2 separate regions of the Mus musculus genome follow, and region 1 is linked to region 2. The links are chromatin contacts, called in public Hi-C maps. All regions are on one chromosome and are shown on one strand. The core of a region is the stretch at or near the end of the contact, and the rest is flanking DNA. Distances in the headings are between cores, read along the strand shown. Region 1 overlaps Notch2 (notch 2). Region 2 overlaps Gm5544 (predicted gene 5544).

Region 1 (6,034 bases), core at 1,792-4,291, 140 kb before region 2:
AGCACTGCACAACTCCATTTATGGATGGTGAGGAAATGTAGGAAGACAGTAGATCTGGGGTAGGCTGGGCTTTTTGTTTGTTTTCTGGAAGACTTAGTTTGTTTTTGGTTTGTTTTACTTTTTGGGTTCTGTTGTTCTTGTAGTTTGGGTTTAGTTTTTGGTACTTGGGTTGGAACCCAGGGCCTCATGCATGCTGGGTAAGCACTCTACTACTGCGCTTGGCCTCTCTGCCCCGTTCTTGTTGTTTGCTTTTGTTGTTTGCCTTTTCACTTTTCATTCTGAAACAAGCTCTTACTAAGTTGGGCAGCTGACTTGAATTCAGTCCGTGGTCCAGGCAGACCTTGGACTTGTGGCCATCCTGCATGAGCTTCTACAACAGCTAGGATTATGGGTGTCTGCCACCAGGCTGTAACCCAAACACCACCAGGGGCTTTAGAAAATGAAAAGGAGTTTATAGGATCACATGATGCCTGACTTTCTCCCATGTAATCAGAACATGTAGAGCTCCTGTGAGAATAAAGAACAGCCTTAGGAAGAGAAGAGACAAAGGCCTCCCTCGGATATTCTAAAGCTCCTATGAAAACAGCAGGGGAAATGATTAAAATAAAATAGAAGGAAAAGCCCCAAATACTTCACAGTTATGGCTCATGACTCTTAGACATTTCCAGCAACCGATTTACAAAACAGCCTCTTGGACCAGAAAACAGTTCCCAAGAAGGGGGCACCACCCAGCAACCAAAACATTCCATCTCTTGGTTATGTGGTTTCATGCTACACCTTATGTTTATTTTAGAGTATTTTTAGCCTATGTGCCCCCTCTTTGACCCCGTTGATTTGCTAAATGTTAAAAACAGACAGAATATGATTCCCTGACATTTAAAAAAACTAAAACCGGTGAGAAGCCTTACATAAATCCCAGAAGAAACCGTAACAGGCTCCCCCTTGGCCATGTAATGGGAATGAGCCTGGGCTCTGGCGTAGACGCCTGGGAAAGACCCTGATTGCAGGGCACTGGGAACATCACCCTGCGTCTCTCGCTCTCTGCCCTCTCCTCAGTACCACAGGAACAGTAGCATCTATCCCAACTAAGTGAGGTGAGACAGCATCTTTGGTTCCTAGCTCAGAATAAGCCGTTCATACAAATTGGGCATTTTCTTCCTGTTACACTTAACAGGTCTGTGTATTTAGTCAGCTCCCACGTATTTGAGAGAACAGTTTTCAGGATGCCCAAATTCATCGGGCTACCTCAGTGGGTCAGGGCATGAAACCTTCACCACACTGGCGTCTCAGTCACCAGGAAGAACTGAGATCCACCAAAGCCACAAAAGTTCCTGACATGTCATACCGCTGGCATAGAGGAACTGGGTACCTAGCACTCTCTTCACCTGGCTCTGACTGTCCTTAGGCTCTGCCAAAAGCTCTGAAGTGGGCTACACACCTGGGGAGCAGATGACCATAGGGCAGTTACTAAAGGGTAATATTATATATGTCTGCACATGTGTGGTAATGTCCAGAAAAAGCAGAACACACAGTGTATCCTAACAATGGGACTGTCACCGATATGAGGTATCAGTGAGGGCCCAGGCTTCCTCTGGAGCCTCTACGATAATTTTTCCAGAAACATAAATGACAAAGTTAATGTTAACAAGGAAAAGGAAGAAGAGAGAATGTGTGGATTATACTTCACCTATGGGCACATGTGCAAACTCTCTAGAGGTTCATACCTAAGGAAGAGTCACAATGCAGAATAATTCTAATCTACTTTCTTTTCATGGGCAAAAAGATCTTGCTCACTGTAGACAAACTATGTGGTGGTCTCCTCAAGTTATGCCCTCCCCAAACAGGCTCCCGGGAGAGGCGAGACCCCAGGGTGAGCAGCCAGTGTTTCCATGCACGTTTACCTTGGACACAGCCTTACAGAAGGCACTGGCCTCTGCCTGTGGGGAAGCAAAGGTGGCTTTGCAGGCATTAACCCAAGCACGGGGATGGAAAGTTACCATCTGCTAGGAAGTCTCAGGGAGCAAGACACGCGTGGCCTGAAACGCTAAAGGAAAGGCTGTGTTTCCACTTAGGAAGGTCTGGAACAGAAAGAGAAGTACAGAGCAGACTGCAAACCTTCCAGAGACGATGAGAAACAGGAAACAGGTGAAAAAGTGATTTTCACTGAGGGACCCCTTTCCCAGCTTGATGGGGCTAAAGGAGGCCCCCTCCAAAGACAAGGAGTGTTACCTGTGAATCCCGGAGAGCACACACAGCTGTAGCGATTGATGCCGTCCACACAGACTCCGTGCATACAAGGGTTGCTGGCACAGTCATCAAAATTAATTTCACAATTAAGGCCTGTAAAGAGACCCAGAGAAATGATTCTGTGTTACCACAGGAATGTCAGCACTTCCGCCTGTGGTGCTACTCAGTCAGAAGTCTGTAGGGGATCCAGGCCATCCGATCAGAACAAAGCGACGCATCGCCAAGTACAGTCCACAGAAGCCAGAACTGAGAAGCCAAGAGGACTGGATTACTCATACTTAGCCATGATTTGTCCCTTCTACTCTGTTGTCATGGAAACGGTACAAAGGCAATATAGGCAAAACTGTCAGCATCTCTGCCAGGATCCAGGCTGCAGGCCCCAACCAGATGGACACATATCTACATACCCACAGCCAAACAAACACATGCCCGCTTCATGGCTTTGGTGAGGACAATAAAATCTGTCACTGTGTAACTTGTTAACTCTCAGCCCTCAGGTTGAGAGAGCATCACAGCCAGGAGGAGCAGCCATGGCCTGAACCATGAACTGAAACAGCGGCAGCCTACCGTTCTAGAATCCCATTTTAACTAAAACAAAACAAACAAAACAAGAAAACATACTGCAATCATTAAAGTGCATCTAAGCAAGCTATGTGGGGTCCATAGACTGTTTTGTGGTATAAAAAGTGTAAAAGTAAAATCTCATGTAAGAATACAGATAAAGCTCCTAGACCAAATGTCACCATTTGAGTCACTCACCAACCGTCCTATCTGTAAGTGATCAGACATTTGTTAATAATTACCACCTCTATGCTAGCTCCAGAATGTCATGCAGCCCTCCTATGTCGCTGAGGCTAACCACAATGACCATTAATGAGAGACAAGCTTCCATATTCCTGTATGCAGGGGTGGGCCTTTTAGCCTCCGGCCCCCAGTCCATGAAGTCCTAGCATGCCAGTACAGCTCCAGACCCTGAGGTCCTGGTTCAGCTGAGCTGCCCACAAGCGTCTACACTGGCAGAGCAGCCCTCTGGGGCCTCAGGTCTGCAGCTCTCCTCTGACAAGGTCTGGGGTTCTACTGTTTCTTAGAGCCCGAGGAGACTTCTATGCTGTTGCTGAATTGGCTGCTTTTCTGTTTTCTCTTCCTTATGCTAGATCAAGCCATTTTAGGTGACTTGAAACTCAAGAGAACTAATTATTCCAAGAGTTTATCATTATAAAGGACAGATGAGAGAAGACCCTAACAGTGAGCGTGTCTCTCCCTTTGAGCACCCAGACAGTGGAAACCACAGGAACGGTGAGCAAGCTATGATGATTCCTTCCTTCCAAACATCAAACTACCAACAGAGACTGCATGATACCTGGATCGATCAGAAATCGTGACTCCGTGACAGTCTATCCACACTGTCCCCTAAATGGACTTTCCAGCCAGGCCGGCAGCACCTGCCAGCTCCTTTCTACTGAACACAGACCAGCAAGTCTGTATGTTGCCTGCAGCTCTTTGCTCTAACTCTTCAAACAGCTGCAGCAATGGGTCTGGCCTCTCTCTGCATGCTGCCTGCTGCAAACCATGAATATTAACTTCTTGCCTCTGTCCCTGAAGGAAAGTATACCTGATACACTCTGGCACAAGGATATAATCCCAGAGGAAAATAAGTTCTTGCCAACCCACCACTCGCCAGGTTTCCAGCGTGTTTGTTACAATGAGGGAGACAGCAAGCCTAACACAGCCCCTCCATTCTAAAGGCCCCTATTCAACTGCTTGTAAATCTCTCACTTTTCCTTCGTACTGCAATTTCTCATGTCTGGGGACCAGCCCGGAAGCAAATTGCTTTTGGAAGGTTTCACAAAGCCCTATTCAGTCCTTTGAGGGAGTTATCTAAATGTGGGGAGGGGACCCACATTCTCAGCTGTGAAGGCATGGGATGTTTTTCGTATGCTTGAGCAATTCAAAAAGGACTTTGTTTTCAAACTTGGCATGTGTGAGGCCCTGGATGAAGACCAGGACCTTTGACAAGTTTGAAGAAATGGATTTGAAGTAACACAATGAAATCAGGGCAGCTCCCCACTCCCCTGCCTCTGCCCCCTCCATAGGCCGACTTCCTTAAGTCCAGGATGAGCCCCTACAAATCACCCCGTGTATCCAGTAGGCCCTCTGCTCCGCAAGGCTCACACTGGTTAATCTTCCACTCAGACATTTCCCTTTGATCTCTCACAGTATCCCTCTGTCTCCAGCTAAAGCTGTGTCCAAGATCGTTCCTCTCACAGGTAAAATGGAATTCTGGGAAATCTGGGAAATGTAGCTGCCCAGTGAACTAGCTCCAGAACTCCTAATAGGACAGAGCAGGCCCTCGTCTAGCAAGCAGCCTCCCTCTAGGCTCAGGTGGCCTGTGAGGAGCCTGAGGCATTTGACTTCGAAACTACCAAGGTCTTACCTTTGCCTGAAATTCCTGAGGCCCCACCAGACACAGAGCAGGAAGAAAGCTGTCACTTTTAGCTGACAATGCCAAAGAGCAGGCCCTGGATGGAGGGACTGAGAGAAGGAGGGACTGTCCTACCTGATGTGCCTGGTTGGCAGTTGCACTGGTAACCATTCACCAGGTCAATGCAGCGCCCATCGTTCAAGCAAGGGCTGCTGTAGCATTCATCAATCTGGTCACTACAGATGGCTCCCATGTACCCAGGGTTGCAGATGCAGGTGTAGGAGTCGATCCCATCCTGGCACTGGCCATGGTGGCAAGGATCTGGGTCACAGTTGTCGATGTTCTCATCACACAATATGCCAGTGAAACCTGCAGAAAGAATTTTAGTGAGGAGCCTTTGAAACCAGGGAGCACGCTGAGTCTACACCCAAAGGCGGCCTGCCCAGCCGCCCTGCATGCCCCACGTCTGGAGCAATCTTCACAGGTGGCTTTGAGCAGTGGCCTTGCCTGTCTGATTTATAATTCGAGCTTGGGGACCCCGTGCTCACAGATTCTTGGAGGAGTCTGCAGAACGGATATGCCCCTGTGCCTGAGCCTGGGGTCTGCTGCTCTCTTCTCAGTGTGCTTGCTTCCTGGCCTGCAGGGAAGGAAGGCACTCCACACTTCCTCCTTGCATGCTGCCTCTGAGCAGCTCTCCTCCCAGCACACAGGCACTGACTATGACTTCACATATTCCGTCTTACAGATCTGAGTCTGGAGAACAGAGTCTCAGAGCCCGTCCAAGAGTGTTATGCTACTAATTTCTAAATAGGTATTCATTAAATAAAATGAATGATCCACTTGTGACTCTCTGAAAGACAATGAGAGAAGTAAGCATCCCACAACTGAGGTGTAACTTGATCCATGTCCCACCTCTTCCTAAAAAGGGTCCAAGGAGGTCTTTCCTCCCTTTTATTGTTTAAACTTATTTTTTAAATTATTATTTTTCAAATGGGTGGTGTGGGTGTGTACATGTTGAAGTCAGGGGACAACTTTTGGGAGTAGGTTCCCTCCTTGCTCCCCGAGGTCTGGGAGTCGAATTCATGTTTTTAGGGGTGTGCGGCAGGTGTTAGTACCCACTGAGCACCTCAGCACCCTCCTGTCCCTTAAACATGAGATCTAGGACTTAAACCTCACTGCTGTGAAGTCACGCTCCACAGAAGCAGGCTAGAAACGTCTGGAGCATCTCCAACAGGAGGCAACGTTCCTACGAGGAAAAGGCAGCTCAGCAGAGTCCACACCTACAACAGACATCAGCTCTGCACCACTATGGGAACAGAGTGTGCTTTCCTGAGACCTGAGAGAAATCAGAGGCACAAGGCCTAC
Region 2 (5,419 bases), core at 1,663-4,162:
ATAAAATACTTACATCTGACATGTTTTTCCAACTAAAAAGAAAAAAATTCTGGGACAGTCTTTTGTATCCTTGCCCAAGAGTTTAATATTCCATCAGTTTTCATTTATTTAACAGTGTTAATTGGTAGCTCACAAGGATATGGTGGTACTTTGAATAAAACTGGCTGCCATAGGCTCATAGATTTGAATGCTTAGTCATCAGGGAGTGACTCTCTTTGAGAAGTTTAGAAGGGTTAGGAGGTGTGGCCTTGTAGTACACGTGGCCTTGTAGGGGAATATGTCACTAGGGCGAGGCTTTGAGGTTTCAGAAGCTCACACCAGGCCTAGCCTCTCTCTCTGTCTCTGTCTGTCTGTCTCTACTCTCTCTCTCTCTCTGTCTCTGCTCTCTCTCTCTCTCTCTCTCTCTCTCTCTCTCTCTCTCTCTCTCTCTGCCTACAGATCAGGATGTAACTCTCAGCTACTGCTCTAGCCCCATGTCCATCCTCATGATGATGATAATGGACTAAGCCTCTGAAACTGTAAGCAAGCCCTGAATCAAAAGCTTTCTTTTATGAGTTGCCTTGGTCATGGTGCCTCTTCACAGCAATAGAACAGTGACTAAGATAGATATACTTTATAGATTCTAATCCACACAGGATCAGAGCATAGAAGCAACACAGGCCCCAGGGGTTACAAGCTACTGACTTGGCAATGAAACATTGCCTTTCTTCCCCTGATTCACATAACCATGTACGGCAGGGGTGGAAGTCAAGAGTGTCTGTGGGGCTAGAGATGGTTCATTGATCAAGAGTGTCTACTGATCTTGCAGAAGTCCCAGGATCAGTTTCTAGCACCCACATCAGGGAGGTCACAACTGCCTATAACTCTAGCTACAGGAGGATCTGATGTGCTCTTCTGAACTCCAAGCATACCTGCAGTCACGCATGCATATACATATACACATGTGCACACAATTAAAAATAAATAAGTATATTTTTAAAGAGTACACTTGGAAAGGGCTTATTTACCAAACCAGGGTCTCCTGAAATGGTCAGTGGGAATGAAAATCAGGCTCAGGTTGAAGGGGTCTCCGAAAACCTAAGGTTGAGACAAGTTTATTGCAAGCAATCAGACTTTTTATACCCTTATCAGATACAGAATATAATGGCAGCTACAAAGAAGAATAGAATTATAACTGCCAGGATACAATGATTGCACACAAGATTAATGTCTAAGACTAATTGTCCAGCCTTCTTATATGCTTCACTGATTTCTTTGGGATACAGAGAATACAGTTGGCATGAATGTTTCACTACCCGAGGGAGTGACTCAGTTTCTCAGGAATTGAAAGGCACATAGTGCCCCAGAAGCCACAGACCCTAACCTGAAAACTCCACGACCCACACCTCTCAAGACAGCTAGACCAGGCCAATTCCATGATTCCCTGTACTTCTTTCTGCTGTTTGGAATCAATTTCCTGTTGTATCTTTAGGAAATGTGATCCCCAACTTTCAGAAGCTCTGAAAGGTCTGTCCATCATTCCCCAACAGGCCTGAAGCTTAACTATCGAGTTTCTCATGGGCCCACTTTGGGTTTTCCTCTCCCATATTCTTATGTAGAGCCATTTCCTCAGTAGGAGACCCAAGATGAATTCCAGCACGTTGGCTCCTGGACTTGGTACCATAGCCTTCTGCCACCTTGAAGGGTTGGAGGAGGCAGTAATTCATCTCTGGATCAGGATTCCTCTTCCTCATTCCTCATGTGTCTCCCTGAGGTCTTGGCTGTGAGCTATCCTATTAAAGAGAGAGAAAAAAATCAGACTTTTTAAGCCTTAGTGGTGACAGGGCATCCTGATACATCAGAGGCTCATGGGTGAAAGGGCAGAGGACTCACGGATGCTTCAGAGACTTCTGCTGTGGCATCAACCTGACTCAGAGGAGCTGAGACAGGAATAGATGAACAAAATGACTTTGATGCCTAGTGACTAAAGCTTAGTTTAAAGTCTAGAGGGACCAGTGTTCTGCACAGATGAGTAAGATAGGAAAGATTCTTCTGTCGTTGTTCTTCTTCTCTCATGTAATACATCCCAAGAGCAGAAGCCTCCCCTCTCCCCCTCCTCTCAAAACCCCCCTCCCCACACCTTCTCTCTACCTCAGATCTACTGCTTCTTCATGTCCCCTCAGAAAAGAGCAGGCCTCCATTATGGTACTTAGTGAACATGCATGAGGTCCAAGGTTCAACTCCCCAAGATTTAGAAAAAAAAAAGTTGTTTTTTTTTTTTTTTTAAAGCAGAGCTTTATTCTTATTGGATAATAATAACAAACGCATACCCAGCATTCTCCTCCTCTCTTTTGGTTTATTACTTTATTCAGCCTTCACAAGCCCATGAGGTATATCTTAGTATTGGCCTCGTATAGTAGAGTAGGAACCTGACATTCACAACTATCACTTCTGCAAGGGCACACAGCATCTAAGTGGCAAAGAGTAAGAATTTGGAGTAAGCTCCATTCTCTACTAACATTTACTTCCCTAAATATGTGCCAGGCTAGGGCTTTAGTCTGACCCTTGGATTTCTGAAGCACCTTAGGCAAAGAAAGACTAAAAAACAAAAAGTCCTGTTACACCCTTCGATTGTCAATATTAAGATTATTTACTTTTGAACTAATGAGGCACGGTCTTTAATCCTGTATTTTCATACACACTTTTCTCATAAAATTCATACCTACACGTCCATATTGTGGTATTCATGTGCTCGGGTATAATATGTCACCACCCACCGGGTCACCAGGTCCTGCTTCCTTCTTACTTCTTGTGACTAACATGGTTGCCATGAGTTTTTCCTGAAAGGAAATGAGCAGCCCATGTGTTGCCCAGATGGTGAAAGTCATGTAGAGGTCAATGACTTGAGCAAGGTCATAGACCAAGTTAACCACATTTGGCTCCAATCGGGATCAATAACGGCTGTGTGTCCTGTCTCATCCTTTGCTGGTCTGTCTATCCCGGTCCTGGGCCACATTCCAAACGGGGTCATCCGGTGTACACCGCCTGGCTGAAAACTCCCCCTGTGGTTTCGCTCACATCTGGTGTTTTTCACTTCTCTTTCTGACACGTGCTTTGATCCGATTGCTGCTACAGCAGAAAGATGTCCAAAGGCTGCGTGGAACACAGCTAATTCAGTGAGAGGTGAACAGTATGCCCGCCTCCCGAGGACAGAACTTCTAAAAATAAATGGTAACACAGTTGCAGTGCTCCATCCTTGAAGCATGCTAGAAGCCCCCAAACTTAGTACCTCTACCAGCTCATGACTGCCTACCATGTCTGAAGTCTTCCTCCCTCCCTTTTGTGAATGGCGAGGGTGAGGAGTGGCTTTGTGCCTTCCCTAAGGGTTCGTGGATCAGATCTCAACATCAGCTCACACACAAGCAGAATGATTCACAAGTTCACATCCACATCACCTTATCAACAACAGGCTTCTCCACTCTGTTCCTTTCAGCAGTTGTTATTACTAATTTTGTCCTGACCCCATTGTAACAAGTCTCTTCCTAAATTACAAGAGAATGTTTTATTACATTAATTTTCTAAGGGAGCTATTCAGGTATAGTAGTGCAACGCTTGTGATCTCACATCTGTAAACTCATGAAGCCCAGGCAGGAAGAGTATGAGTTTGAAGCCAACCCTGGGCTACATAGTAAGACCTCCTTTTTAAAAAACAAAACCAAAACAAGCAAAATCCCTCAAAATTATTTAAATAAAAAACATTAAGAACATGAAGAGCCGGGCAGTGGTGGCACACACCTTTAATCCCAGCACTCGGGAGGCAAAAGGCAGGCGGATTTCTGAGTTCGAGGCCAGCCTGGTCTACAAAGTGAGTTCCAGGACAGCCAGGATTATACAAAGAAACCCTGTCTTGAAACCCCCCCCCCCAAAAAAAAGAGCATGAAGAATAAAAAAAAAAAAAAGGGAGGGGGTGGAGAGAAGGCTCAGCTGTTAAGAGCACTGACTGCTCTTCCAGAGGTCCTGAGTTCAAATCCCAGCAACCTCATGGTGGCTCACAACCATCTGTAATAGGATCTGATGCCCTCTTCTGGTGTGTCTGAAGAGAACCACAGTGTGTGCACATAAAATAAATAAATAAATCTTAGACAAAAAAACAAAACCCCACAATTCTTTCATCTTACCAGCTCATTATTTTATTTCCTCTAATCTCATTTTCCTTACAGGTTCATAAATTTTTGTTCATTTACTGACTTTTACACAATGAGAACGATAATCTGCACACAGGTTTTTGTGCCCTGTTCTTTTGCTTACTTAACGTTATAAATGCTTCCTGTTGCTGCGGCTTGCATTTGGCTCCAGTCTCTCCCAAGCTCCGTGTGTTGAAATTAAACCCCGTTGTGATGTATTAAGGCTGAAGAAACTTAATCCCACTATGGACTTTAGAGGTGGGACTTTTGGGGAGGATTAAAATTAGACAGATAGAGCCGCCAGGGCTGACTCTTGGTGACTTTATGAAAGGAAGAGAAGGGGCTGGAGAGATGGCTCAGTCATTAAACTGCACATTGCCCTTACAGAGGACAGGCGTTAGGTTCCCTGGCTCACAACTGCCTGATGCCTCTGTGGGTGCCTGCACTCATGCACCCCCATCTGTATAGTTAAAAATAATCTTTAAAAATATTTTGTAATAAAAAAAAAGAGGGCCGGACGGTGGTGGCACATGCCTTTAATCCCAGCACTTGGGAGGCAGAGGCAGTCAGATATCTGGGTTCGAGGCCAACCTGGTCTACAAAGTGAGTTCCAGGACAGCCAGGGCTGTACAGAGAAACCCTGTCTCGAAAAAAACCAAATAAATCAATCAATAAATAAAAAAATAAAATAAAATAAAATAAAATAAAATAAAAAAGGGGAGAGCTGCCAGACACAAACACATGTACTCTTGTTTCTTCCCAAGTGATGACCTGTATTAACCTGGGCCTCTGGCATCACCAGGTGGACCCTCAGACTTGAGCCTCTGCAACCATATGCCAGAGCTTCTTTGTAAGAGAGCTCCTCTCTTTGTAAGAGACCAGTCTTTGCTATTGGCTGACTAGTGATATACCCAAAGCTCCCACGTTATCTTGAGGAAGGAAGGAGACACTGAATGGGAGAAAGACATTGGGGACTTCCATAAAGCATTGGGTCTGTGAATGAGTCTTGTGGGGACTTAACTTTTCCTTAGAGTGAAGCTAGAGAGAAATAGGGCTGTGTAGAGGGGGTGGGGCAAAACAACCCACAAATAAGCAGGAGGGTCCAGACGGTTTTTCTCCTGATGAGATGAACTAGAGGCTAGGCTACACATTTTGGTAACATCTTCCTCAACAGACCTCAGAGAAGAGCGGCTCACCACGGCTCACCGTAGACACAACCCCCACCCTTGGGAAAGAGCAATTTCCCTCGGCTGTGG

The links. Hi-C and Micro-C count contacts between places; a contact is called where the count stands out from the background.
Region 1: a Hi-C map of liver shows a contact between it and region 2, with 2.1 times the contacts expected there. The contact joins two enhancer-like sites. A contact is called at or near these places in 1 of 15 datasets of contacts at CTCF or cohesin (the NIH/3T3 cell line), 1 of 484 Hi-C or Micro-C datasets (liver), 2 of 115 datasets of contacts at active chromatin or transcription factors (differentiating embryonic stem cells and pancreatic cancer cells) and 1 of 9 other capture datasets (embryonic stem cells).

The regions. Positions count from the first base shown.
Region 1 is chr3:98,103,353-98,109,386 of GRCm38.p6, reverse strand. It overlaps Notch2 (notch 2), which reads right to left. Exons shown (of 34, transcript NM_010928.2): 11 at 4,805-5,038; 12 at 2,230-2,340. Among named protein-coding and RNA genes, the nearest start is that of Adam30, 54 kb to the left of the region's middle. Within about 2 kb of position 3,041, at least 116 of the 459 cell types and tissues checked have an H3K27ac peak or open chromatin away from gene starts, as enhancers often do. A contact at or near this core is called in liver, where this site is marked.
Region 2 is chr3:97,962,659-97,968,077 of GRCm38.p6, reverse strand. It overlaps Gm5544 (predicted gene 5544), which reads right to left. Exons shown (of 2, transcript NM_001033779.2): 2 at 1,060-1,772. The coding sequence starts at 1,663. The coding sequence ends at 1,292. Among named protein-coding and RNA genes, the nearest start is that of Gm5544, 35 kb to the right of the region's middle. Within about 2 kb of position 2,912, at least 71 of the 459 cell types and tissues checked have an H3K27ac peak or open chromatin away from gene starts, as enhancers often do. A contact at or near this core is called in liver, where this site is marked.